Regions from separate parts of the Sus scrofa genome. Here region 2 is linked to region 1. Evidence: chromatin contacts called from public HiChIP or PLAC-seq data. All regions are on one chromosome and are shown on one strand. The core of a region is the stretch at or near the end of the contact, and the rest is flanking DNA. Distances in the headings are between cores, read along the strand shown.

Evidence for each region. HiChIP or PLAC-seq counts read pairs in DNA pulled down with a chosen protein or histone mark.
Region 2: a contact with region 1 is called in an H3K27ac HiChIP or PLAC-seq map of alveolar macrophages. The contact joins the promoter of SPATA21 here to the promoter of SZRD1 in region 1. A contact is called at or near these places in 2 of 47 Hi-C or Micro-C datasets (blood and embryonic fibroblasts) and 2 of 2 datasets of contacts at active chromatin or transcription factors (alveolar macrophages and skeletal muscle).

Annotation. Positions count from the first base shown.
Region 1 is chr6:75,456,030-75,461,462 of Sscrofa11.1, reverse strand. SZRD1 (SUZ domain-containing protein 1) reads right to left here and starts at 2,339. Exons shown (of 4, transcript XM_005665044.3): 1 at 2,218-2,339. The coding sequence starts at 2,268. It overlaps LOC100522143 (a long non-coding RNA gene), which reads left to right and starts at 2,506. Exons shown (of 2, transcript XR_303959.3): 1 at 2,506-3,390. It overlaps LOC110255192 (a long non-coding RNA gene), which reads right to left and starts at 1,761. Exons shown (of 2, transcript XR_002344914.1): 1 at 1,685-1,761.
Region 2 is chr6:75,524,835-75,530,267 of Sscrofa11.1, reverse strand. SPATA21 (spermatogenesis-associated protein 21) reads left to right here and starts at 3,093. Exons shown (of 11, transcript XM_021097598.1): 1 at 3,093-3,224. The coding sequence starts at 3,093. NECAP2 (adaptin ear-binding coat-associated protein 2) reads right to left here and starts at 3,197. Exons shown (of 8, transcript XM_021095419.1): 1 at 2,934-3,197; 2 at 755-855. The coding sequence starts at 3,025.

The DNA of each region.
Region 1 (5,433 bases), core at 1,090-3,589:
CGCATTTCCTTGGAGTTCCCTTCATGGTGCAGCAGAAATGAATATGACTAGGAACCATGAGGTTGCGGGTTCGATCCCTGGCTTTGCTCAGTGGGTTAAGGATCCAGCATTGCCCTGAGTTGTGGTGTGGGTCACAGACCTGGCTCAGATCCCATGCTGCTGTTGCTGTGGTGTAGGCTGGCGGCTACAGCTCCAGATTAGACCACTAGCCTGGGAACTCCATATGCCGTGGGTGTAGCCCTAAAAAACCAAAAACACACACACAAAAAAGAAGCATTTCCTTGATGGAATGCAAGTTATATTTTTTTGAATTGTCCTTTGATTGAAGATGTATCTCCTTGGGAGAACAGGTAAAGGGGGCAATTTTATATCAGGTAAGTGTCTGTCATACTAAAAGCAAAAAGACTATTTACAGAATATTTGAGGTTAAATCTTACATCTCTGGTGTCCATTTAGCTATAAAGTGCGGGAGTGGGCTAGCTGTTCTTTAAGCAGCTTACCTGTTCTGAAAAACTAAAGCAATCCTCAGTTTCTGAACCCTACATTCATTTTTGTTCTTCTCATTTTCTTCTTCTTTAATGTCAGAAACTTATGTCCCTTTGAAACAAGTGAGAAAAAAACAAAGAAAGGACAAGATGCTCAAGAAACTTATCATTTGAGTCATTCCAACTGTAAACCAAACTTTTTTGCAGGGAGCAGCATGAAGGGTCCTGAATGATTCACTCACACCTGTGGCAGGCGCCAATAAACGCCTCTGGCAGAGATTGTGAATTCTCTAGCACAAAATTACTGCTAAGCACTCTGTCTAGCACATGGCAGACCTCCTAAATGTTTGTTGATTGAAAAATACCTAGCTGACACCTGTTGCCCTCTATAAAATCTTTCGATTGCTCTCCCTACTCAAGCCACAAATCCAAGAAAGATGGCTGGCCCGTAAGAACTATACAAAATACCTCCTGAACGAAATCAATTCTTCAAATCCTCAATCATGCTAAGTGGGGAAAAAAACACCTTGAGAGAAATGCTTGAACCACCACCAGCAAAAACTTCAAAGTCAAAATTTCAACATTAAGGGAATGTTAAGGGAGTGCATCCATTTCTTGGTCTCTTCAAGCGCTGACAAGCACCCTCAAAGGAGCTTGATGAAAAAAACAAAAACAAAACCCACCTTCTGTTGTTCTATTCCGGTAACACTCGGCTCTCCACGCCCTACTCCCGACACATAAACCTTCAAGGTGGATGTCACTCGAGCCAGAACTGAACAATGAACACGAGGAGGACAAAACCAAAAAGACATCTCCCCACCTTCACAAGGATCACCACAGAACCGCAAACTCTGAGAAAACCAAATTAAACGCGAACCTAATAGAACTGACTATTCCGGCTTGAAACAGAGTATGTTTCCTACAGCTTGTGGAGGCAAACAAAACTCCGAAAAGCAAAGTCGAACGGTCCATTTCTCCCCTCCCTTCCCAGGAATGCAGCTACTTTACATATCACACCCCTCCCCCCTCGACCCCGGCAATCACTCTGCGAGACCCTTCCCCGGTGATCGGATCGTTGGGTGCGCCTCGGGGAGAAAGGCTGGCCGCTAGGCTTTCGGTTGTTCCGGCAGGGTCCCCGGGAGACCAGCCTGCCAGAGCGCTCAGTAAAATTAAAAGAGGAAAAACCCAGACTCGCCCACCGTGGCGGATGACGCAAAGCGGTGGGGGATTTTAGCATGCCCAGAAATGACTCGATTTCCTCTTGCTCTTCTCCGGGGCCAGATTTGCCTCCTGGGTCCGCGCATTCCCTCCCCCCACCCCCCGCCCCCGCCAAGTGGTGTGTCGCTCCTAGTCGGAGCACATGAACTTTAAAATGGTGCTTTGCACAGGGGACCGACAGGGAAAAGAGGAGTCGGGTCAAAGGCGCCTGGGGCGGGCTAGCGGGCGCCAGGAAAAGAGGTCCTAGTGGCGGGTGGGGCGCCCCGGATGACGCGCACGCCGGTAGGGAGTAGGGAGTGGAAGGAAGAGCACCAGGCAAAAGTGCAGGGAGAAATGGAACGTGGCCCCTTTAAGAGGCCTTCACCGAGCTCAGGAACCGGGGGCCTCTCCTTCACCCCCGGCCCGGCGTGTGGGGCCCTTCCTCAGGGAGAACCATCCCCAGACCCGCTCCCCCGAGGCTTTCCTCACGCCAGGTCCCGCCCGGCCCAGCCCCGGGGCGGCGGCTCCTCCTTACCCCGCTGTCTGCCGCCTCCTCCCAGCTCTCAGCGACCTCCTCATCTTCCATCTTACTCGCCGCTTTCCCTCCTCCCCCACCCCCTCCCCGCGCCTGCGTCCTGAAGCGCGCCTTGGTCGCGGGCGCCGGCACGCAGGGCTTTGCTCAATGAACCCCGCCCCCTGTCAAGCCCGGAAGAGGCTCCAGGCCAAGGCCCAGGAACGTCAAGGAAGCCATCTTGGAAAAGGGAAAGCATAAAGTTGCCATTTTTCTTAAGGGCAATGTGTCATTTCTCTTGCCGAATGGGAGTCCCTGTGAAGTCATCCTCTTTAGTATGGGAAGTGTGTTCTTTAGAACCATCTTTTCCAAGGGCAGGAAATTACTCTTTTTTTTCTTTTAAGGTGTAGTTTCCTAAGCTGCAGATTATGGTTTTTTCCAAAATTTTGAAAACATATGTATACCTCGACAAAGTGAAATAGCGGACATAACACTGTCCAGTTTAAACTGGTTTTGACTCCTTAAATAGGTTGTTGATTAATCAGACTTTGAGGTATTTTATAGAGGCAGCACTGCTCATGTGCGAGATGGGAACTCTTGTTTCCAGGAGGACCCCGGAACTAAGAATCTTCAGTTTAGGGAACTCAAATAGAAATGTTGCCCCCGGAATCCTTTACCAGGCGTAGCAAGAAGTCTTTTGTGGAGGAAAATCCGGTTTCCAGCCCCCCACCGTACCTTGCTTACCATATATGGACTGCTTTGAAAACTAGCCAATCAACTTGTGCCAACTTTGAAATTTCCCTAACCCTTAAATTTTGCCCCAAACCCTGGCTGGGACGGGGGAGACAGATTTGAGCCCTGCCTCCTGCCTCCTTATTGCTACCTCGCAATAAAGCTCTTTCTTTTCTCAAAAGTTGGTGCCGTAGTATTGGCTTCTAAGGGCGCCAGGCAGTGAACATGGTCCGTTCTGGTAAGAATTTCTGGCGACGGTGAAGGGACCAAGGTCTTGCGATCGCCTGTCTGAGGCACTGTAGCCCCCGGCTGGGTGTAGGCCCTCGCCACCGACCCTGAGTGGCCACCTAGACTGAATTTGTCTAGAGGCTTGGCTGTCGGGTTCCTGCTTCCCGCCGCTGCGGCGCTCCAGGCTTCTCTACGTTACTCACTTTTGGGGAAAGAAACAGCTCCTGGATCTTTTGGGTGAGTAACCTCGTTTAACTGCGCTTGTGCCTAAATTGTTTAATATAATTTCACCAGGATTGTGGGTTAGACTCACAATCCCTATACTGTCTAAGGGAGACAGTATAAAAGGTTACAGCGGCTGAGGTACTCAAAAGATCGGGTTTAGAGTCCCAGGCCTTTGGATTTGTCTAACTATTTTGTTTATTAGGAATTGGGGTTAACTATTGGATGACCACAGCCACACTTCTAATATATCTGTTTTATGTCATTTTGCTGTGGTCATCCTGAGAAAAAAACCCTTTCAAAATGGGGAATTATGACAGTATACCTGACGGCAGTCCCTTGAAAAGTGTTCTTCAAGGTTGGTCACTGTATAGCTCTAAGTCTATGAAAAAGAAGAAAATGATTTCCTTTTGTAACCATGTCTGGCCCAAATATCAATTGGAATCTGGGGAAAAATGGCCCAAGAATGGGTCTTTGAACTATAATACTATTACACAGTTGGACTCATTTTGTAAGAGAGAGAAAAAATGGGGCGAAATTCCATATGTAGAATCATTTATGTCTTTATATAAGAGGATAAATTTGCATATGACCTTTAAAATGATGGTTCAGAAGGTTGAACCTCAGAAAAAGCCCGTTTTACCCGAGTCAAAGCCTGAAGGTGTTCCAGTACTGCCTCTGCGGGCGCCTGGTGCGGTAGCCCATCCCTCAGCACCACCTCTTCCCATAGCCCCTCTCTCCGCACCTCTTCCGGTAGCCCCTCCCTCAGCACCTCTTGAAGTTCCCGTGACTTCTGACGGGGCTCTTCCTGCAGGCGGTGCTAAGGCTTCTACCAGTCCTCCTAGGGTGGCTGATTCAGCTCTTTCCAGATGGTCGCCCTTACCAGATGGTCATAAAGGAATGGTCTCCCCTCCCTGTACCCTCCAGGGTACTCAATCTGGCCCGGGGGAAACTCTACCCCAGGCAGGGCAGTTTCTGTTAAGGCAGGTGCCAGTAGGCTTGGACGACCAAGGCCAACCCAGAGCACTTGGACTCACACCTTCTTCATCAGTCATTAATTTACATAATTATAAAGCTAAAACGCCATCATATCAAGATGATCTTAAGAAGATGGAGACTCTCTTTACATCCGTTTTTGCTGTTTTTCATCCTAACCCGGCTGACATACAGACCCTCAAGCATATCTTCCTCAGTCAGGAGGAACCCAGCACGATATTAGAGAAGTCCTGCCTGGAAGCTGAAAGGCTCCATTACTTACAGCCAGATGATCCAATCAGAACTCAGGCAGAGCTGGCCATCCCTGAAACTGAACCAGGATGGGATCCCAGTGACCCAGGGGATCAAGCAAGGCTTAATCATTATAAAGAATGTTTAATAACTGGACTTCAAAAGGGGGCAGAGAACTTCAAGAGGGTCCAGAATGTACAACAAGGGCCCAAGGAGGACCCATTCACCTTCCATGTGAGGCTTTTTGATGCTTTACGAAAATATACTGATATAGATCCAGAACACCCAGATAATCTGGGACTGGTCAAGGTAATCTTCATCAGTCAGAGTGCCCCAGACATAAGAAAGAGACTACAGCAACTGGAACGGGGATTGTGGATGCCAACATCTCAGTTGCTTCAGATTGCTTTTGAGGTATTCAATGGCCGAGATAAAATTAGGGAAAAGCAGGAGGAGCAAAACATCACAAGGCAGGTTGCACTGCGCAGCTGTAACCAGTCAAGGCCCAGCAGAACATCTGGAGGACAGAACAAACGACAAAGGGCAAAACCCCAGGGACCTCCAAAACCGGGCCAAAAAGGCCATCCATTTGTTGAGCCACGACAGTGTGCCTTTTATAGACAGAAAGGACATTGGAAATGGGACTGTCCCAGAAACCCAGCGAGCCTCCACTCCCTCAAGAGAGCATCCATTACTGGTGTATATGGGGAAGTCTCTCATAAACCTTTTCTACCACGGCTCGAATGTCACATAGAGAAAACATTTGTCAAGTATAACTTTATGTATGTGCCTGAATGTTGTGGTCCCTTGTCAGGGCAAGAACAATCAACA
Region 2 (5,433 bases), core at 1,844-4,343, 68 kb before region 1:
GCTCAGACACGAGATGCCACTCTGAGAAGAGGCAGCCAGTTTTGCCCACGCCTCTGCAGTTCCACTTTATTTGCTCCACAAAGGAAAATCTCTACACATTAGAAAAAATAAATGACTGAAAGCTGGGACATCTTACCGCACCAATCCCTGCTCTGGGTGGGCATGTGTGTGTGTGGGCAGGGGGATCGGGGCTACCGCAGACCATGTTGCCCTCCACTCACCCAGAGGCACTGGGGCTGCAGGACTTCCGGAGCGATTTCACCAAAGGTGACAACTGCCAGCTGACCCCAGCACAGCCCATCTTGGCTTCTCTCACCACAAAAGAGCTGAGAGGGCAGTTTCCAGCTCTTTCAGTTAATAGGTGTGGTCAGTCTGGGAAGTTACCAGTTAGCCGATAAGCAGGATTCCCGAGGAAGAAGCTGAGCTCAGCAGCAGGGGGCTGGGCGTCTTCACCCAGCTTATCTTCCAGGGCTTCCTATGTGGACCAACCCGCAGGTCTTTTCTCCCTGGCCTCCAAAATTAGTATTTTCTTAAGGACATCCAAAGAACATGTGCCTGACAGGAAATACTCCCTTTTAAACTGAAGGTCGGGGGAATGGAGGTGGCTTATAAGGACACCCAGGCCTTTGAATTTCAGGACAGGGTCCCACGGTCCCTGGGTGGCTTGGCCTGGCCAGGCCTGGGCTGCCTCTCCCTTCACAAAGTGGGAGGTCTGAGACCTCAGCCCCTCCTCGCAGGCCTCCCTTGCCTTTACCTGAGGTCCTGTCCTCGAGCTTGATGTAGGCCACCTGCCCTTTTGCAGTGATCCGCAGCCGGCCACTCCATGATGGCTGGTCCAGCTGCCACTCCGAAGCCCTACAGGGACAAAAGCCATTGTGCCTCTGCCAGAGGCTCCTGCTGGGGACGGGAATGGGAAGGGCATGCGGGCTGCCTGCTCTAGACCAGGGGCTGGCAAACTTTTACACGATCTCTGTCCCAGCTACTCACTCTGCTGCTGCAGAGGGAAAGCCGTGACAGTGCATGAAACTGTCGATGCTTTAAGTATTTTAACCAAATATTTTCTACGGAGCATGACTATGTTTCAGTGAAACTTTACGGACAGTCTGAATTGCAAAAATCATTCTTAGCTTGTGAGCCAAAAAAAACCACAGTGGGTCATCGTTTGCCAACCCCAATTCTAGATTATAGAGACCTTCTCTGGAGCAGGATTCCAGTTTTCCTTCTGTAAAGCAAGCAGCTACTGGGACACATGATTTGTTTAAGACTCTGTCAGGCTGTGGTGGTCAGAGTGATCTTTTGGGACCACTGAGACCACTGTGGAAGAAAAGAGAGAAGAGAGCAACAGGACATATGAGCAAAGTGAATGAGTGTTCAAGAAACATATTCTCAAAGGTATCCCAAGAAGAAATAAACCAAGGAAACCATGGACCGATCACAATGGCCCCTTTTGGCTCCTTTAAAGCATAAACGTGACATTTTAGTTCTAAGAAGGAGCTCAGTAAAGCCCCCAAAGAGCAAAAACCTCGGGTGTTTCCAAGAGGCTTTTCTTGGAAGTCCCTAAGCATATGCCAGGACTCGGAAAGACACCATACTGTGGACGCAGGTTGTTTTGAAGTCCACACAAACGCAGAGGCTCGACTCACAAGTCAGCAGACTCAGTTTCAGTTCCTCTTCCCGGGGCAAGAGGCCTTAGACTCAAGGGGGGCAGAGCTCTAAGGCTGAAGTGCAGGGGCTGGCAGTGTCCTCTAAGTCAACATGGCCAGCCCTAACATTTGGTAACTTTGATCCCTGGGGGACCAAGAAGGACCAAACTCATCCTAAGGAAGGGGATGGGGGGTAGACGACCATCCCTGGTTTGGTGGCCCATATCCCGTTTGACGACAGAAAGCAAATACGCGTTTGTTGTTGTTGCTACCGTTGCTTTCATATTTTTAAACTATGTCGTGGATGCCAAAGGTCTTCAAGAACACGTCTGTTCACCATAAAATCAGTATGAGCCCGTGTTAACACAACTGGAAAGTAATGAGAGGCCAGGTAGGTGGACACTCCATGGTCGTTGTGGCACAGGCCAATCCGGTCTTTCCAAATAACTTGGACAAACACTGTCTTCAAGAACCCCATCCACCACCTCCCTCCCACCCCGCCCCACTCCCAGTGGCACAAAATAGCCATAGACCGGGTTGTCTGTATCAGGTACATCTTTTTTTCTTTTAATATTTTTCTTCTTTTGATACATGGTGACAACATGTAAACAACACAAAAAGGTAAACAAGGAAAGGACGTCTCCTTCCACCCCCACCCCCGCCCCACCCCTGTTGTTCTCCTTGGGCCAGTTTCCTGTCTTCCCTGCCACATACCCTACATCCACAAATACTTATGTATTGATTTGGCTCAGGTGAACATTTCACCAGACAAATGTGGATGGATTCCTCCCAAGTGCCACAGGCTGTGATAACGGCTGGGCTTCGCGCCAAGGAAGAGTCCTTGGGCTTTCAACGTCAGCTCTCCGGGACGGGTCCTTGGGGCGGTTCGGGGCTCCCTTCCTTCCCCTCGGGGTTTCTGCCACGGATGGGGCCCCTCCCTCTTAAGCCTTTTCAGGGATCCCTTCAAGGCCATCAGCGCTGGAAAATAAACGTCTATGACACCACCACTCCTGACCACGTTTAGGGGCCCCAACAGCCCACCGGCGTCCCCCAGCGCTAGACACGGCTTTCATGCCTTCCCCACGGCCGGGAGCCCCGTGCGTCGGACTGAGACAGCCGAAAAGTCTGGGTCCCCCTCCCTGCTCTGGCCTCGAACTGGAAGAAACCTCAGCATTACTTCCCCCCTCCTCCCAATAGCCTGGAACTTCCTCAGCTCCCATAGGGGGGCGTGTCGGGGAGGCAGGGATGGGGTTAGGCTGTGACCAGCCTGGCCCGGCGGCGGGTGGTCACCTGTAACCACGGTTGGTGGCCCGCGGCGGGATGCGGTAGACGTGCACCTCAGGCTTGACACAGAGAACCGACTCGTAGCCTCCTTCCTCCATCTCGACGCCGGGAGACCGCGGGACTTCCGGCTCCTTCCCCGCGGCGGGGAGGAAGCCGCGCGACTCTATGACCCGCCTCGGGCTAGAGAGGCAGTTCGTGCACCTCAGCGGTTCGTCGCCCGCGCGCCCTCTGCTGGAGGCCCTGGCTCAAGACATGCGGCGGACAGACACAGGCATCTATCACAAGAAGACAAGGGCTGTCTGGAGGACTGCAGAGAAAATTCAATACAGAACCCACTGCAATCCGTTGTCTCATTGTCATCCCTATCACCTCCAACCTAGCGTCCAGTTGGTTGAGATTCAAAGCTGTAGCTACCTAGACAGCTCACCCTAACACCTCTGGGTTCTCCCAGACTTTGCTTCCTTCTGCTCTTCCTGGATGTCCTCCCATCATCTGACCCTGTAAAACATGATTGAGGCTCTTTCTTCTAGAAAAATCCTTACCTGACCCACCAGCAAAGTGCAATGTCCCTACTCTGCCACCCTTATCCTAGCCCATATGTGAGGGAGTTCTCATTGTGGCTTAGAGGTAAAGAAATGGACTAGTATCCAGGAGGATGCAGGTTTGATCCCTGGTTTTGCCCAGTGGGTTAAGGATCTGGCGTTGCCATGACCTGTGGCATAGGTTGCAGACGTGGCTCGGATCCTGCGTTGCTGTGGCTGTGGTGTAGACTGGCAGCTGCAGCTCCAATTCGACCCCTAGCGTGGAAACTTCCATATGCCGTGAGTGCAGTCCTGAAAAGCAAACAAACAAACAAAAAAAGTATCTTGGTCTTAACTTGGATTTCTCACAGAATGTGATAGGAGATACAATGTCTAATCAGAGTCAAATTCTCAAAATCCTGTATCATCCTTTACAATTCTCTCATTCATTACACAAGTATATAATTCAGTGCTTATAATATGCCAGATCCTATGTGAGGCACAGCTGATCGCAAATCTTTGGTTCACTGAATGCTCCCAAATTTTCTCCATCTCTTTCTTCCCTCTACTCTCTCTCTCCCCCTGCCCTTTTTACTCACTCTAGGTAAGCTGTTTATTACAGGATTGGTCTATTGTCTTAAGTTTTAAAAAACTATTGTGATAAAATATACATAACCTTGGAGTTCCCATCGTGGCCCAGCAGTAACGAACTTGACTGGTATGTATGAGGATGTGGGTTCGATCCCTGGCCTTGCTCAGTGGGTTAAGGATCTGGCCTTGCTGTGAGCTGTGGTGTAGGTCACAGAGGCAGTTCAGATCTGGCTTTGCTGTGGCTGTGGTGTAGGCCGGCAGCTGCAGCTCTGATTGGACCCCTAGCTTGGAAACTTCTATATGCTGCAGGTGCAGCCCTGAAAAGCAAAAAACAAACAAACAAAAATAACAAACTACCATTTAACCATTTTAAGTGTCTAATTCAGCAAAATTAAGTACATTCACAATGTGATATAACTATCACTACTGTCTATTTCCAGAACTTTTCATCATCCCAGACGGACACCCTATACCCATTAAGCAAAAAACCTCATTTTTCCTGCTACCCCCAGCCTCTGGGAATCTGTTTTACTTCCTGTATATGAATTTGCCTGTTCCAAATACTTCATATACTTAGAATCATGCAGTATTTGTCCTTTGAGTCTGATTATTTCACTTAGTTTAATTGTTTTCAAGGTTTATCCGTGCTGTAGCCTGTATCAGAATTTCATTCACTTTAAAGGCCGAACGTTATTCCATCCTATGGTGTGAAAGAGTTAATAAACAGAAACTTCCATTAAATAGAGTCAAGAGACCAGAATGGGGAGTTCTCACCCCTTGAGATGATAATAGAATCTAACAGGAAGAGGAAAGATTCCCCCTCTTCCCCAGCAAGGACTCAGCCAATGAAGTCATGAAGTGTGTTTACTGTAGCCCTCTTTTCCCGGACTTCCTTTTTCCCCTCTATAAGGGTTCTGCTTCCCCTGCCCTGAGGGAACTTGGCACATGGCTGGCCATGTTTGCAAGCCCTGAGTTGCAATGTTCTGCTGATCTCATGTAAACCCATCTTTGCGGGAAAATTCCAGCTGTCTATTTATTTCAACAATGGATACACCACATTGTGTTTACTCATTTATCTATTGGTGGACATTTGGGTTGTTTCCACCTTTTGGCTATTGTGAATAATGTTGCAGTGAACACTGGTGTATAAATATGTGTTCAGGTCGATGTTTTCAAGTCTCTGGAATATACATCCAGCAGGGGATTTGCTGGCCCACACAGTAATTCTACGTATGGATTTTTGAGGACCTACTGAACTGTTTTCCACAGCCAGCTGCATTTTACATTTCCACCAGCCATAAGCAAGGATACTGTGTTCTCCATGTCTCTTTCTGTTCTATAGGTAGATTCATTTGTGCCATATATATATATGTATTTTTTTTTGCCTTTTTTTT